3 separate regions of the Xenopus tropicalis genome follow, and all the other regions are linked to region 3. A link is a contact called in public Hi-C data. All regions are on one chromosome and are shown on one strand. Each heading gives the region's core, a stretch centred on a gene start, on an enhancer-like site or on the middle of the called end of the contact. The rest is flanking DNA. Distances are from core to core; before and after follow the strand shown.

Region 1 (2,848 bases), core at 67-2,566, 500 kb after region 3:
GTGGTGGTTTGGGCTGTAAACTCAGCTTCTGAGGAAGTGGCATGCTAGCCATGAAACGCGTCAAGCTGTATGGGTGAGGATGCTCTTTTCATGTTTTTAAAGCAATTAAATAGATATATGTTTTTATTGAACTTGCTACCCGGTGCTCCGCTTCAATTTCTATTTTTCAGCACAAATCCATACCTGCCGAAAAATGTTGCTCATTACTAGTCAACAGTAAAAAGCCATATTTGCATGTATCGATAAGCAGGGTCTGTCACATTCTTTGGCAATTCCCATGGGCCTAATTACAGTGTCGCTACACTAGGGGCTTATTTACTAACACTGGGCAAATTTGCCTGTGGCAAGTAACCCATAGTAGCCAATCAGTGATTTGCTATTTTCAGCCGACTGCAAATAGAACAATGAATTCAACAATTTGATTGGTTGCCATGGGTGCATATTTGCCCAGTGTTGATAAAAGACCCCTTAATAACCATAAGGTATATTGTTTAGTTTAGCTCTATGGAGAGTGTCCTGTCTCTTTAAAAAACAATGGGGTTATGTAATAAAAGACACTAAGTTTGCTTATCAGCAGGTAGAATTTACTAATTACCTGTTTAAAATTAAACATTTTATTGGTTGCTATGGGTTACTGCTACTGGGAAAACTTAGTGCCTTTTATTACATATGGGGGAATAAATGCTAGGTCAGCCCTATTTATAAATACTACACATGTTGCTTTTTAAATAGCTAACAAAAAATAGGCAAGCACTATTATTTAAGACTTAATGAATTAAGAAGAGACAGCAGCATTGAACTAATTAAAGGAACTTGACTTGCCTGGGACAAAAGTTAAATAAGGACAGTAGAAAACAAAACATTAGGAAAAAATAATCAGAAATTTTTTAAAAAAACCTTGTTACCTATAAACAGAGACTTTAATGTTTAACCATACCGCCGAAGGAGATTATTGACTCATCCCCATTGTTAGTTCAGCCTTGTTCTTTTGTTTACAAAGCAATTACAAAGTAATTACAGTGTCATCATTAGTTAAACACAAAGACAAGTAACCGATCAGCTTCGCTGCAGTTTATTGTCCTTCTGTAAATACACACCATTTTAGTGGTTTCGAATAAAATATCATACTTCGGCGGTGATTGGATTCTGGGAAAAAAAATCACTTGTTTGACCTTAAAGTTAAACTGCCCCTTTAAAAAGTCACTCAAGACTGACACCTTAATAGAGTAAGCGGCAGAGGTCAAATGGGATCAGACGAGAAGAGAGAGTGGGAGTTACCATACCACTGAATGCAGGCAAAGAGATGAAAGTCTCACTAAGGACACACACTGGCATTTACTAATGTCCCCAGGGGCAAACCTAAGGTTAAATCCCATTAGTCGGACAATACCAAAAAGCATTAAGATTCTCAAGGCAAACTGGCCCATTGCTGCTCCACAAAGGCATTTAACCTGACCTGCAGCCTGCTGCTTAGGAACCTTTATTTATTAGTAAGCCACGGGACAAAAGGCAAGAAATATAGACTACTCTCTAAATAAAGCCATCATGTTTAAGGTCTAAACTCCCTGTATTTCTGAGTGGTGGCTACTTTTCATTCACTTCCCTGAATAGCCATAAGAGTATAGCTTAACAGAAACAAGGGGTGCTCCAAATCCATTGTTTTTGTATTCAGCTGAAGACCTAATCTGCCTCAAAATATCCCACCGAATACAGAAACAAATAGGTACATATTTAAATGTCCTGTTCATAGCTAGAACTTTAATAGTTCTGATTTGGTTTTGTTAAACAATTAAACTGGCAACACGGGTAGGTTTATTATAATTGTGTTATGCATACTGAGTGTTGGGTGATCCTGACATGGGGATATTGGTTGGTTAGTCAATAAGGCAGGTCTATCGATGCAGCACATTGGCCAGCTCATGGTGCTGTATGTCCAAACAAGCAGAACAATAGTACAAGAGTACTGTATCTATCCATCCATCCAGCCTGAGGGAGGATCGGTCCAGTACCATACAGTATCAGCCCCTGTACAGCCAATCTGATTCAGCGCATCCATACCATGTGCTCACATCTAGGACAGATGGACAGATTGCACTAACCTTACTGATGACCTACACACCATGCAAGCTACAAACTGTGCTGCTCCTGGTCCTGCTGCCAGTTAGGAAGATCTGGTAAACTAACTTCCAGGCCCCCCCACCCAGTCCCTTACCCAGGAACACCCTTAGTCAATCAAATCCTCATGTCCTTCTTCCCTTTGCTGCTGTGGGATTATTATTGAGCTCTGTGATATGTATGGCTCTTGTGTATTAGAAGGAAGTATTTCACAGGAAATTTATGGTTCCTATGTATTACAATGTATTTTGCCAAGACATACCGCAAAGAAATCACTGCAACAGCACCAACTAGGAGAGTCATAAATTGGCGCTGCTCTTGCCATTGTTCTACAATCAATATGACAGCACACATTTATTCATGTAATTGTGTACAGGAGGAATGTTCGGGTGTACAATAATGATCTCATACATTACTTTGTTCAAGGGGAAATAAATGAAAAAGAATCCCTTCTTATAACTAGGGTATAGTATGTCTTGACAGTTTCACATAGAATGTTGTTCCCAATGTGCAGACAGGGGCAGAGGGAAAGTGTAGGCTAGAGGCAGCCAGCGACTTGTAGATTTCAGCACCTCCAGAACGTCATTTCTTTTGGCTTTGGTGATATAATGTCTTGGATGTGCCACCATGGGATTTGCCCAAGAGAGGAGCTCATTCTGCCATGTGTTTCAATAGCTTTTTTTTTTTTTCCTTGCTGTCATTCCATTAATGTGTCATCTGGGAAAATGTACCT
Region 2 (3,132 bases), core at 387-2,886, 450 kb after region 3:
GCTAAGTAGGATGTCTGCTACAGCGCTGTATGATCCCTGTCCTGTGTATAGGGCCCATTCATTGCTAGGCTATGCAGGAAACCTAGGCTAACCACTAACTACTATAGCTGCAGGTAGGGGTTCATGGACTAACCTGAAACAGAATTTCCCCACATTTTTATATACATGAAATCTGTTATCCTGAAACCTGTTATCCAGAAAACTCTAAATTACAGGAAGACCATCTCCCATAGACTCCATTATAAGCAAATAATTAAATGTTTACAAATAATTCCCCTTTTCTCTATAATAAAACAGTACCTTGAACTTGATCCCAACTAAGATATAATTCATTCTTATTGGAGGCAAAACAATCCTACTGGGCTTAATTATAGTTTAAATGATTTTTCATTAGGCTTAAGCTATAGAGATCTAAATTACGGAAAGACCCCTTTTTTGTGATGAGCATATCTGTCCCATTTTGCTTCACCTAAAAATTTGAAAAACTTTGAAAAAATTCCCAAATTGGTGAAAAATTTGTGAAATGTGGCAAATGAGCAATTTCTTTTACGTGCGCTGCTTTTTTCGTCACACGGCCAATTTTTGCCCCCATTTCACGAAAAAATCTGCCAATGGCGAAACGTGGAAATTTGTCGCAAACCATGCCAGGTGAAAAATTTTGTTCATCACTACCCCTTTTACAGAAAACCCCAGGTTTCAGGCATTCTGGGTAACAGGTCCTATTGCTTAAATAATAAGACAGTACCTTGTACTTGATCCACTAAGATATAATTCATCCTTATTGTTTAAGTGGTTTTTAAATAGACTTAATGTATGGAGATGCAAATTAAGGAAAGACCCCTTATCCGGAAAACCCCAGGTCCCATACCCATAGTGGCTAAACTTTCCAAATAACCAGCAATATGGCCTGTGGGTCATCTTTGGAGTCACAGGTCTTCAATGCTAAAGTGCTGTGGCTGACATGGGGCTGGTACAGAAGTCCAAACCATAATGTACATTTCTGCCCTACTTCTTTAGTTCTCCTTTAAGCCTTATGAATGGCAGATGATATCCCCAGTCTTAATTAGGGATGCACCAAATCCAGCATTTTTTAATTTGGAGGAATCTGAAACCTCTCCAAAAGCCAAGGCCAAATCCTTATTTGGTATATACACGTTAAAAACAGTTGTAGGGTTGCCACCTGTCTGGTTTTGACCCGGGTTTTCGGAAGGGCTGTCCGGGTCAGATGAGGTGCTGATCTCCACATCATAGTCCCATCTGGTGACATCATGCCCCACCCACTGACAGTGTCTCCGCCTCCCACCTGGATCTATGCCAGAAAGGTGGTAAATGGAATCATCTGTGAACAAAATAGCCCAGACCTTTACATTTACAAGATTTGAAAGGTTTGGATTTGATTCAGTAGAATAACAGACTGAATCCCGGCGCATCACAGTCCTGGACTGCAAGTTTCCATAGAAATTCTCGATATTGCTGCACTTTAGGTAACTGCAAAGAGAAAGGAGCAGAGAAGAGATTGGTGACATGCAGGGGGAGTCAGAGAGACGAAGGAATCCGTCTGGCATGAGCTGGGCAGATAAAAGTGATACACTAGCACAGACTACAGCAGGCACCGCAGGGAGCAGGGAACGGAACTTGCTTGCTTGGAGGCTTCAATGGAGTTTTTGCCGTATGAAAGCAGAGAAGAGACAGTGACAGCAGGGGGCTCATGTTCTCAGCTGACTAAATTAACAGTGCACAGCATGGCATTCGCATCCTGTCCTCCACCGCCTGCGTCAACCGCGTCATTCTTTCTGGTCCCCTCAGAAATATTTTATGTGAGTTTTTGGCAGCTCAGATCTTGGGCCTTTATAGACGTCAAACACAGTTTTGTATATAATACTTCCTACAGCTTAGTGTAATTGCTTCCCATAATTCATCACAGGCCAGTACATTACATCATTACATCCATGCAACTTCAGTTTCTTCAGTACCCTACCATGTTTCTGATCCTAGTAGTTCATGCTATGTCCTGTTTAATGCGTCTTTATACACATTATATAGTTATGCATATCATACCGGTCTCTCAAGTCAGAACTTTTTTGGTGGGTAGCGGGACCTAGGGCCCCATTTTTTTAGAATAGGACTGTCTGACCTATGGCCCTGTATGTATGGGAGGGTGTAGGGTAGAGATCCCCAACCTTTTTTACCAGTGAACAACATTCATATGTAAAAAGACTAGGGGAGCAACACAACCATAAAACATGTTCCTGGGGGTACCAAATAAGGACTGTTTTTGCTATTTGGCAACCCCTATATGGACTGGCAGCCTACAGGAGGCTCTGTTTGGCAGTACACCTGTTTTGTATGCAACCAAAACTTGCCCAAAAGCCAGGAATTCAAAAATAAGCACCTACTTTGAGGCCACTGGGAGCAACATCCAAGGGGTTGGTTAGTAACATGTTGCTGATGAGCCGCTGGTTGGGGATCACTGGTGTAGGGAGTTGTAATTCAAAAAACACTAGAACAACAGCAAGTTGAGCAATAGTTTTATTTTTCTTGTCAATTCTCAAGTTGGGCAACATTTATATAAATTCTTGCCATTTTCTCAGCTCTCTCTTCATTCTTTATGATCTGCTCCATTGGGGATTTTTTTTATACAAGAGGATCTTTGATACATTTTGCCTCCCAGGTGGTGTGCCAAATGAGGCTAGTCCTAATGCGTGCCCACAGGTCAACAATGAGATCACATTAGGGGCCTAAGTACATTTGGTGGGTAAGGACTATGTGCATAGAACAGACCTATCAACATCCGGCAAAGCTCTGCTCAGATACCGGCAGGACTCAGGCACTGGAGCACAGCGGGCAAGTTTGAATTATATGGTACTTTTAAATGTATTAAAATTTAGAAAAGGCACAGATTTTTAACTCAAGTCCCTCTTTACTTTTCTCCCATCTAATACAATCCATTTTATCCATACCTCAGGCAATGAAAGCGGATTAAACAATATTTTGCTATATACTAGACTAATTCATATTCATGGCCCACACTGACCTCCAAAACATGCTGATATTTTTGGACAATTTCAAGCAGAGCCTGAGTTGCTTTAATTCCTACAGAAGGACCTATTTTTTTTATTTTTTTAAAGCGGT
Region 3 (3,091 bases), core at 503-3,002:
CTCCTGGGCCTCCTGTTATGCCCCTGCATGCACTTTAAAGAGACATAAAACATACCAAACTGTATCTGCTTTATGGCAGAGCATCCAACCACTTCAAGGGTGTTGCCTTATTTTAAATACATGCAAATATATAAATGAATTAATATTTAGGCCAATGCCCTCTTGTTTTCCATTCTATTTAAAGGACACACAGAAGATTAAGGAATATTCCACATTTTTTGGGTGGAATAAAGGAGATCAATGTACAGGGGGAACCTTCTGTCTGTTTGCAATAAAAATACTTTCACTGCAAGGAAACCACACAAACACAATCCCTAGCAAGTCCCGGCACCTGGATGTGAGCTTATAAATCAGAGGCATAAAACAGTCACCCGGGCATCTTTTAATCCCTCTAATGTGACCTCAAAATCAAGGAAGCCTTTAATACGCCTATAAACGTGTCATTATTTACCAGGGAGATTCAGACCTCACCTAGCGGGAATTGCGTTGCTGCAGATTCTAAGGCATACATATGGGAAATCCACCCCCCCCAACAAAACTCCAAAAATATATAGGGTGCACGACCTGTTTTATTGGGGTCACCAAGCTGCAAAAAGACATTAGTATCTGTTGTATAAAGAAGCTGATTACTGCTACCCACTGTTATCTAGTGGAATTCTGGCAAGTTTATAGAGTGGTCGGCTTATTGTTATGGCATCCCATGACTTTCTCTGGCCCACCCATTGGGTATCATATATGGAAAGCCATGCTCTGATTTTCTAGTCACAGTGACCTGGCCAAGGAGTATGGGAACAGGAGGGAGGCCAGGGGAGTTATTACTGCCACATTCACAGGATGTAGAAGTGCAGCCACTATAATTATTGCCATTAACTGCTGTAAGGATTCAGGTTTCCTGGGAAAGGTGAGGAGATACCTGAGAGGGATCCCTGGCTGCCTGATTAGGGTGTGGAATGACAAGGAGCTCAACCAACAAGTTTACACAGGGTTGAAAGGCTCTTCCTCTGTGCAGGGGCCTGGGAGAGAAGGGGCCAGGCAAGAACACGGCTACTGAGGAAATGGCAATAAAGCTAATGGCATGAGTAATATACTGTTAGTATTGTAATGCATGGGACTCCCGGGCAAGTCCGGACTGAGGTTCCTAACAGGCCCTTGCGGTGCATTTCAAGTCCCCAAACAGTGACCCTCTATGGCAGCCTACAGTAGCCCCCCTGGCATTGGCCAGTCACATGTGCCCACACGGTAAAGGAAGAGGAATACGCTAATGTGGCATGTTATTTCATTTTCCCAAACTGCTGCCCTTCAGGTGCTCAGCCATTGTCCGTGCCCAGGGCAGGACATGAGCATCTCCTTGGCTTGTCAGCGATTACGTTAGATGCACTGGGGCAGGCTGCGCTGAATTCCGTCGATGTACGCACTACCTATAGAGATTAGTAATACTAATAAAGAATAGGCAGCAATCCCTCAGAGCCCATAGACTATCGCCGTCCCTAATGATACTATCTCACCCTAGAGAAAAGCGTACGCAACAAGACGCTGAGTGCGCCACAACCTCAAGCCCGGAACATTAGAGTTTCTCACAAGCAAACTGGCACTTCGCTACCTACAACTCCTCAGCGGGCGCTTTTAGGGGGAGGTTCTTCCCGCTCCAATCACGCCCTGATACAACCTAATAAGGCGTGGCCTCGCTGCTAGCCCCCAACTACTGCGCTCTGATTGGCCCATAATATAGAAATGGAGGGAACGCCTAATAGGGGCGGGAGTTGGAGAGAGTTGCTGGAGCTCTGTGCCTCAGTCTGAGCCGGGAGGCTGGAAAGGAAAGGACTTGCTGCACTTGGCTCCTGTCATTCTGGGATCGCTGGGACGCGCTGGGCTCGCTAGGACCTTACAGTGTGTGTCTGTGTGAGTTGGGACTCGGTAAAGCGCCGGAGCCGTGTGACAGGGAATAACATTAAGGAAAAGTCCCGGGCACGGAATGGAGCCGTGAGGAGCTCCCGGGAGTAAGGCGGATAGTACAAAGCTCGTTTCGGAGCCAGGGGATGGGAAGTGCGGATACCTAAGGGAGTTCTCTCCGGGCCCGGATCGGATTTTACAGCTGAGGGGAAGTTTCGGATCCACGTTGAGCCACCTGTGCGGATGGAGGGGCTCCGGCAGCTTCTCGGGCTTCTGCTCGTTCTCTACCGGCTCTGCTCGGCGCTGGGAAAGAACTTGGAGCCGGTGACATGGCACTCCCAGAACCCGCGGTAAGGGGCGCCTCTAACCTGCCCTGGGTCTCCAGGGCTCTGCGATCAACTCACTTAGGTTGGCTGAGGATGCTGGGAGTTGTATTTCCACATGAGTTTTCTCTTTATGCCCCCTCCCTGGTGGAGGGCCCTTCAGCTGTCTGTACGCTGCAGCACCCCTAACACCCAAAGGCTTGCCAGGGGATGCTGGGAGTTGTAGTAAAGCAACAACAGGAGTCTGGTTGGTCATATCTGCTGTAAATTCCCTGTAAGCCTTGTTCACACTACAGCTATTATTCAGAATATTGTGCCTGTCTGATTCCAGTGGCATGGAAATCGCATCCGACTGATCCTCCTGCCATGCACCCTGTGCCTAGGGCTGATCTTGGATTTTGTTTGAGATGTATGGAAAGTCTGGCTGGTTAGTCGCAGCTGCCTGCAGCTTTATTGCGATTTCCGTGCAACTCAGAAGGACAGTGCAACTGCCCCAATGTTCCCTTAGCGCTCACAAGTTCTCTGTGTTCTTCAACTCTTGTCACCTGCATAGGGGGAACCAGCAGCGTAACTGGGACTTACTGGGCCCCAAAGCAAAAAAAATCAATTTTTAGGGTCTCTTTAAACTTTGGATAGAAGGCATTGTTCACTGCTTATTGGTGTTTCACTGTGGCCCCTTGTTCCCCCCACTGGTGGCTGGGACTGATTCCTTTCTAGTTAAGCCCCACTGTGAACTGACCAGTGAAACAGTCATAGAAGTAAATGGGATCTAGCGAGTCAATCTGTAGTGGGGATAAGGCCTTGTGGAAATACAGCTTCCATCGTTCTCAAGGGGCTATGGCTGAATCTGTCTAACCTTCACTATAAGGGGCTGCTGG

The links. A called contact is a pair of places that touch in the nucleus more often than the background predicts.
Region 1: a contact with region 3 is called in a Hi-C map of neurula embryo, with 2.9 times the contacts expected there. The contact joins the enhancer-like site here to the promoter of efnb1 in region 3. A contact is called at or near these places in 2 of 5 Hi-C or Micro-C datasets (gastrula embryo and neurula embryo).
Region 2: a contact with region 3 is called in a Hi-C map of neurula embryo, with 3 times the contacts expected there. The contact joins the enhancer-like site here to the promoter of efnb1 in region 3. A contact is called at or near these places in 2 of 5 Hi-C or Micro-C datasets (brain and neurula embryo).

The regions. Positions count from the first base shown.
Region 1 is chr8:42,880,284-42,883,131 of UCB_Xtro_10.0, reverse strand. No RefSeq gene overlaps it. Among named protein-coding and RNA genes, the nearest start is that of efnb1, 500 kb to the left of the region's middle. Within about 2 kb of position 1,316, at least 3 of the 11 cell types and tissues checked have an H3K27ac peak or open chromatin away from gene starts, as enhancers often do. A contact at or near this core is called in neurula embryo, where this site is marked.
Region 2 is chr8:42,930,690-42,933,821 of UCB_Xtro_10.0, reverse strand. No RefSeq gene overlaps it. Among named protein-coding and RNA genes, the nearest start is that of efnb1, 450 kb to the left of the region's middle. Within about 2 kb of position 1,636, at least 2 of the 11 cell types and tissues checked have an H3K27ac peak or open chromatin away from gene starts, as enhancers often do. A contact at or near this core is called in neurula embryo, where this site is marked.
Region 3 is chr8:43,380,121-43,383,211 of UCB_Xtro_10.0, reverse strand. efnb1 (ephrin-B1) reads left to right here and starts at 1,752. Exons shown (of 5, transcript XM_002934895.5): 1 at 1,752-2,240. The coding sequence starts at 2,134.